2 separate regions of the Gossypium hirsutum genome follow, and region 2 is linked to region 1. Evidence: chromatin contacts called from public Hi-C data. All regions are on one chromosome and are shown on one strand. Each heading gives the region's core, a stretch centred on a gene start, on an enhancer-like site or on the middle of the called end of the contact. The rest is flanking DNA. Distances are from core to core; before and after follow the strand shown.

What was found. Hi-C and Micro-C count contacts between places; a contact is called where the count stands out from the background.
Region 2: a contact with region 1 is called in a Hi-C map of leaf, with 1.9 times the contacts expected there. The contact joins the promoter of LOC107962687 here to the promoter of LOC107962697 in region 1. A contact is called at or near these places in 2 of 34 Hi-C or Micro-C datasets (both in leaf).

Annotation. Positions count from the first base shown.
Region 1 is chrA06:17,115,486-17,119,461 of Gossypium_hirsutum_v2.1, forward strand. LOC107962697 reads right to left here and starts at 1,640. Exons shown (of 22, transcript XM_016899173.2): 1 at 416-1,640. The coding sequence starts at 1,233.
Region 2 is chrA06:17,289,490-17,293,465 of Gossypium_hirsutum_v2.1, forward strand. LOC107962687 (asparagine--tRNA ligase, cytoplasmic 1) reads left to right here and starts at 2,309. Exons shown (of 6, transcript XM_041115263.1): 1 at 2,309-2,856; 2 at 3,126-3,716; 3 at 3,794-3,976. The coding sequence starts at 2,368.

The sequences.
Region 1 (3,976 bases), core at 390-2,889:
TAAGTTCCTCCAGAGCCTTATGCATCTTCTTTCTTTAAACTTTGAATTTACTTTGACTTCCTCTCATTTTTTTTTTTTTTTACTTTCATCCTCACTCTTTTTCTCAGATGATGCATCCTGACCTCCCAATTTATAACCACAACATCCTTGACGACAAAATAAATACAATGTCATATTTGCAATAAATGCATAAATGTATCAGTGTTGACTATGCTTAGAAAGTTCAGTCTATACTTAAGAAAAGGGGACCATTTGGCAAAGTTATTTACGGCAATTGAAGACAATCAGTATCAAGACGAACTAAAGCATCATAAATCAATCAACTACACAAAACAATTATATCATCATAGCAGTTAAAGTTCAACTCACGTGAAACCTACAAAACTGATGAGCAGGGGAAAACAAATTAAATTACATTCTATGAGCCTTGATATAAATACTTCCACCTGAGCCTCCACCGCCTTTTACACCACCATCACCTCCATTTGCCAACAAACTCCCTCCAATTTCAATGGCCTCCTCCACCTCTAACCTTATCCTCCCACCACCTTCCCCTCCATAATCCTCTTCTTTACTAGTCGTCCCTCCTTTACTCCCATAACTCCAAGGCTTATCCAAAGTTGACCAAGAGTAAGCATCTCCTCCCCACACATCGTCCGGCAGTTTCAAATTATCCGACACGCAACTTGCGCCTCTTCCACCATGGCCCCCGCCCGCACCTTGAATCCCCGAAGGGGTTCCACTCGTCTGAGCCGGGGGTTGACCGGCTAAGCTGCTTACATTTACCACTGAACCTTTAGAGAAACTCGCATTCCTCGCCGAAACAAAGAATGTCCCGGTAAATACGCCGGCGTTCTGCCCCAAACTGAATTCCCCACGACTCACATTGATGGAAATTGAGCAGCCCTTCATAGGGCAACTCAAAATGACATTAGGAAGCACGTGGAAGCTTCCGTTTCCTGCTATATACACATCGCTGTCAAAACTGAAGCTGGAATTGAGCTCACATACAGTGTCCAGTGAGCCAATTCCGTTTAAATCTTCCTCACACGAAAGAGACGGAGGAAGCGGCGGCAAGGAAGGCGGCGGAGGAGAAGGCGGAGAGTAGTCACCGTGAGAAGAGAGGAGGTCCGAGTCGATGATCGAGAATTCATCAATTTGAACAACGGCGAGACAAGGGTTTATGGTGAAAATGAAGAGTAAAAGGAAAAAATAACAAGAAAATCGAGCCATTTAAAGGATGGAAGACTCATTACAGAGAGAAAAATCAAATTGGGCTTACTAGAAACAATCTTAATTGTAAAAATGTGTAGTAAATTGCAATGGAATCATCACTTATGAGTAGAAGAGTGTGGATTGAAGTGGAACGAAGGGTAGAACTGAAAACATGTGAAAGTTTTGAGGTTATTTCTGGAATAATGTATATGGAAAAGGAAATGACAATAGGGAAAGTAGAGCAATTAGACACGTGGTGGCACGTGTCAGTTCAATGGTTTCTTGAGGCCATTATGGGCCTGAACCTATGGCCCAATATTCATGTTTGATTAATTGTTCGCCAGGTGGTGAAGGTTTTCAGTAATTTTATTTATTAATTGATTGGAATGGTCTTTCATCACTAGATAAGATCAATTCATTTTATTTTTTCAAATTTTGTTAGCTGTTCCCACTTCACCGTTGCCACGCAACACTTGAGTTTCAACTCCATTCCATGTTGTTATCTTTTAAGTTTTGCAACTTTTCTCATTTCAATTTTTTTTTCCAAATTCATTAAAAAATTCACTTATTTTATTTTTATTTATAAATAAAAATTAAATTAAATTATTTTCTCTCCTTCTTCACTTTTTCTTTTTCAACATCTCTCATTAGATCTGTTTACGGGCTAGACTATTTGTCTAATTTTAAAGGCTCGTCCGATATTTAGGAGGATTAGGTAAAAATATTAAGCTCGAAAAATGAATTTAGACAAAAAAAAAATTAAGCCTGTTTTTAAGTTTATAATTTTTTTATACAAATTGTCTAGAATTACCCATAGTCTCTCCCCAACCCTTCAATAGGAGGATAAATGTACTTCAAAGCGCTCAAACCCACGTCCTCTTGCATAAGTAACAATATTGATGCTAACTGAACTAGAATTGAATAGGCTAAGTTACTTTTATATATTATACAAAATATAAAATATTAAAAATAAACATATATTAAATATTTAATACTACTCTAATATAAATATTAAAATAATATAAAAATGGCTATATAAAAATTTTCAATAAAAATATATAAAATAATTAAATATTAATTAAAATAATATAAATATTTAAAAAAATAAAAATAATATGAGTCAGCCTAAAATTAATTTAAGTATCTTTTGTAAATATGAATAGATTTAGACAAAATTTTATATTCATATTTTGAGTCAAGTCAAAACTAAATAAAGCATAAAATATATTAATATTAAGTCCAAACTTAACTTGTGGCATGAGAATCTCTTTTTTTCTTTCGCTCCATTCTTGAGTGTTAAAAGCTTGAAACACTTCCTAATGAAGGGTTACCAAGAGCAATTGAATGTTAGTGATTGGCTCATATTTGTGTATGATATTCATCGAGTAACGAAGAAACAAGCTTGAATGTAATAGAGAACTTAATTGGGCTAACAGTAAAGATTGCCCAAGGTGAGATTCTTCAAGAGAAAAGCTGGAGCATAAAAACCATTTGTAGTTTCGCCAATAATGGTCAGTCTCATAACGGGAGGCTCATCTTTCAAAATCCCTCCTTGCCATAGGGGCTCCTCTGGTTGTGCTTCATTTATTTGAACCCTAACAAGGTGGGACATGTTTTGTGTAACTTAGAAATTTATTACGTTCATTCGAACTTACAAGAGTATGACTTGTGATTGCAGGATTCATTGGGTAAAGAGTTCGAGAAGAGACCAAGCTAGACCATGTGAGATCAAGGAAATTCATCTGGAAAGTGTTATGCACATTGAGAGGGGATACCATTGAGACTTCACCAAAAGGCGAATATGTTGTAACAAAATGGTTTCATTAGGGTCTAAAGCTGAGACAACGAACTTTATTTAATAATTTGACTTCTTTTGTAAGTTTTTTATAAGTAGGTAATACAATTCGATTTTAAAATAATGTCTAAATATGTACATTAACCCGATTCAGTGGTGACGCCCATAATCGAATCCAACAAAGGGGTCGGATAAGGGTGTTACGTCAAGCATTTAACAAAATTATAGGTAGAATCAGTGCTAAAATGAAAGCATTGAGTGTGCACTATCTTCCCCAGGGTGGAAAACAAGTGTTTATAAAACTAGTTCTTCAAGTTATTCCCATATATAATATGGATTATTTTGCTTACCAATTATAGTTTCTAATTTGATTAATAGATTGCTCTGCAACTACCGGTGGAAATGGATAAAAGGTATACATTGGTAAAGGTGGTTTGCCTATGCATCCCCGAGGGTTGGAGTGGTGTTGATTTCAAGGACATGATGGCTTTCAACTTAGAATGCTAAGCAAATACGGATGGAGGTTATTTACAACTCCAATTCCCTTTTTAGTAAGATATTAAAGCTAAATATTATTGTGAAAATGAATATATTTTACCTACAAATATTGGATCCAACCTTTCTTACACATGTATAACATATGGGGCACAAGAAACTCATTACAAGATAGTGTTCGATGGTAGTAGGTAATGGTTCTACCATTAGAGTGTGAGGGGATAAATGGATCCCGAATTCCCACTTGTAGGGTTCAATCTAATAATCAGAGCAACTCCTTTGTGACATGGGTTAGTGACTTAATTAATTAGGAAACAACATGTAGGACTTTTGACCTTGTTTTTGCGTTGTTTAGTGAATATGAAGTTGAACTGATCACTCGCATTCCACTTAACAGAGCTAATTTAACAAACATTAGGGTATGGCAACACAACAAAGATGGAATTTACATTATTAGCAGTGGACATAAGA
Region 2 (3,976 bases), core at 1,059-3,558, 170 kb after region 1:
AAGATGAAAGCGGTGGTGTAATAGAAAGTTTATGTTGTTGAAGAGAATTTGGAGAATGTGGTGGAAAGATAATGTAGAGACCATGTTGCTCAACCAATTGCTTTCACTTGTCTACTGTAGAGGTCTTGAAGAAGGCAAAAATGAAGGGAAAAAGAAACGAAACAATGTAAGTATCGGGTTAAATTTGAAATAGAAAGCAAATTAAAATTGAAATCTAGGACATAAAAAACATTAGTAAGCTTGGCAAAGGGAAATAAAGTGTATAAACCATTGTTAACAATTGGTACCGGCTTTCTATTAGGCAATTGAACAAACAATGAGATTGAAGCACATGAAATCAAAGATTCCAGGTATCGTTCATCAGATATCATATGGTTTGTAGCTCTAATATCCAAAATCCACTAGAAGGAAGACAGTGTAGAAACCATACCTACCATATGTGTAGCACCTACATTCGAATTATCTACTGGCTTCGAATCATTACTCAAGAGATTTAAAATTGGTTGGTACTACTCTTAGGTGAATATCGAGGCTGAAGGTAGAGAATTTGTAGCAATAGAAGTTTCAGTTGACGATTTGTTCGAGCCAACCTAATTTTCCATTGAAGTATTTGACTTGCGTTTAATGAATTTGAAGTCTGGAGGAAATCCAATCAACTTGTAGCAAGATTCTCGTTTATGCCCATTTACCTTACAATGATAACATATTCCATTAAACCTGTTTTTTTAGATTGTTGTTGAATGTTTGAAGAATACAAGACTATTGGGTCATTAAAGGAAACTCCTGAAGTATGTTGCCGTTGGGATTCTTCTTAAATCATCATAGAGTATGCAAGATTTACCGCAGGTAATGGTTGCATAAGAAAAATGTGACTACATATAGCAGTATAATGATCATTCAAGCTCATGAGAAATTGAAACAATCTCTATTGTTGAACATGCTCTAAAATCTTGAGGACATTTCACAATTACATGAAGAAACTGGCACCAAGGCATTATACTCATCCCAAAGCAACTTTAATCGAGTAAAGAAATTAGAGATGGAGGTAGTACCTTGAATATGTGGAGCAATCTCCCAATGAAGAAGGAATATATGTGACCCATTGGCCTTATCGTAACATTCCTTAAGGTCTTTCTATACTTGGACAACATTGGTTGCAAACACGACTCCAATGGACAGATCGATATTAACATTGTTCAAGATCCATGAAAGAACAATTGCATTGCAACGATCACATTGTGACTGAAAAATTGGTTGCATCAATTCTCTATCAACAAAATCAAGCTTATTCTTGGCCAACAATGCAATTCGCATGGATTGGCTCCAAATGGCATAATTTTCATGACCCATTAGCTTTTGCAGAACCAACTATGTGTCTGGTGTATCTGAAGGATGCAGCTACATTGGATTATTGTAGTCCATGGTGATAGGCTCTCCACCTCTTCCATTGAAATCTGTAATGGTCATTGTAATAGAGAAACCCAAGAACCGTATAGAAAAACAAGTAACCATAAAAAAAACTGAAGCAAATAGCAAAGTAAACAGAAGCAAACTAAAGTTGTCGATGAGAGAGAGATAACAAGACACGATAACAGTAAAAGATGAAAATAGTGATATTAACAAATTGGAATGTAAAAAAGATTAGTCATTGCTAACTCAAATAAGCTTACAATTGTTGTATACGTATGTAATAAGATTTCTAATATTTTATGATTACTAACACAGTTAAAACTCAAGAAAGCATTCTCTCTAATGCATCATACTCAAGAAAACATTCCCTCTAATGGATCATTACATTACATCTCATTGTTATCACTAAACTTAGAATTTAACATAATTGAATAAGCTAGCATATCAAATTTTATATATAATATTAACTCATGCATGCGCAGATCAATAAACTAATGAAAAAATAATTATGAGACAAGCAAATTGTTTATTTGCCATATTTACATTTTACTATAAAGAAGTTAAATCTGTTTTTTTTTTTACTTTTTATAATAAAGAATTAAAAGTGAAATTAATTAAAAAAACAAGTTTTTGGACGAAGTATGATTGTAGGAGCGCCAGCATGAAAACAGGATTCCACCTTAAAATAACGCGCTCTCTGAATCCTTGGTAGTTTTTTCGTCAGTTTCAGACGCAAAAGATTCCGTGGGATTCATTATGCACCAATTAAAAAGACACACGTGTACTAAAAAAGACATTGTGACCCTGCCCCATTGGAGTACATTGAAATTAATGTAGTCTTGGCTGCAACAGATCGCTCCTGATTACATATAAAGTCTAGTTTTAGGGTTTATATCACTTAAGTTTCTCTAAGGCCCTCATTTTCCTCGTTCATTTTTGTCTCGCTCAAAAAATCCAATGGCGGAAACAGATCAGGCGCCGCCGCCGTCGGACCAACTCGCCGCGCTGAACTTGACTGACACCGTTGAGAAACACGCATTTTCTGACCGTGTCCTGATCCGTTCCATCGTGGGCCGGCCAGATGGCGGGGCTGGCCTTGCTGGGCAACGAGTCCGGGCCGGTGGTTGGGTAAAGACAGGGAGAGAGCAAGGGAAAGGAACTTTCGCCTTCTTGGAATTGAATGATGGGTCGAGCCCGGCGAACTTGCAGGTGATTGTGGACGCCGGACTGGCTGTTCTGAGCAAGCTGGTGGCGACCGGCACCTGCGTGATGGTGGATGGGATATTGAAGGTGCCACCTGAAGGCACGAGGCAGAAGATTGAGCTTCGGGTCGAAAAAGTGGTTTCTTTAGGCGAGGTGGATCCTGCTAAGTACCCGATTCCAAAAACGAAGCTCACGCTTGAATTTTTGAGAGATCATCTTCATCTTCGAGCTAGGACCAACACGGTATGAATCATTACCCAAATTGAATGCTCATCCCTTCTTTTTACGGAACGTTGAAAAATAATACTATTTCCCTGAAAAAAAAGCTTAAAATTTTACTACTACTACACAATATTGAAGGTATAGTTATTAATATTCCTGACAAGTGAACAGTGCTGAGTTCAATTGGAAACCAAATTTGGTAAATTTAGGAACCTTTTAATGCTGTGCAATAGGTATTTTGCTATTTGTTTTGTTATTTTGTAATTCTTGGTAATTATTTGTGGATTCAGATTGCAGCCATTGCTCGAATTAGGAACGCACTTGCCTTTGCTACGCATTCATTCTTCCAAGAGCATAATTTCCTTTATGTGCACACTCCAATTTTAACTACTAGTGATTGTGAGGGTGCTGGTGAGATGTTTCAAGTCACAACTTTGATTAGTGAATCTGAAAAGCTGGAGAAGGAACTGATTAAAAACCCTCCTCCATCGGAGGTTGACATAGAAGCAGCTAGGCAAGTTGTGAGCGAGAGAGGAGAGGCTGTTAAACAGCTTAAAGCTGCCAAAGCAAGCAAATCGGAAATCACTGCTTCTGTGGCTGAACTTAACAAAGCAAAGGAGAATCTCTCTAAGCTGGAGGAGAGATCTAAATTGAAACCTGGGATTCCCAAGAAGGATGGGAAGATTGACTACACTCAAGACTTCTTTGCCCGCCAAGCTTTTTTGACAGTTTCTGGGCAACTGCAGGTTGAAACATATGCTTGTGCTGTTAGTAACGTGTATACATTTGGGCCAACTTTTCGGGCTGAACACTCTCACACTTCAAGGCATTTGGCAGAATTTTGGATGGTAGAGCCTGAAATAGCATTTGCAGATCTACAGGTATGGCTGGCGTTTATAGTACTCCTTTACTTTCATCTATGTAGAAAATTAAGTCAAAAGATTGGATGCTTTTACAGGATGACATGAACTGTGCCGAGGCTTATGTGAAGTATATGTGCAATTGGTTGCTTGATAAATGCCTTGACGATATGCAATTCATGGCTAAAAGTTATGATAAAGGTTGCATTGATCGGTTGAGAATGGTTGCTTCAATTCCCTTTGTACGGATATCATACACAGAAGCGGTGGAGCTTTTAGAG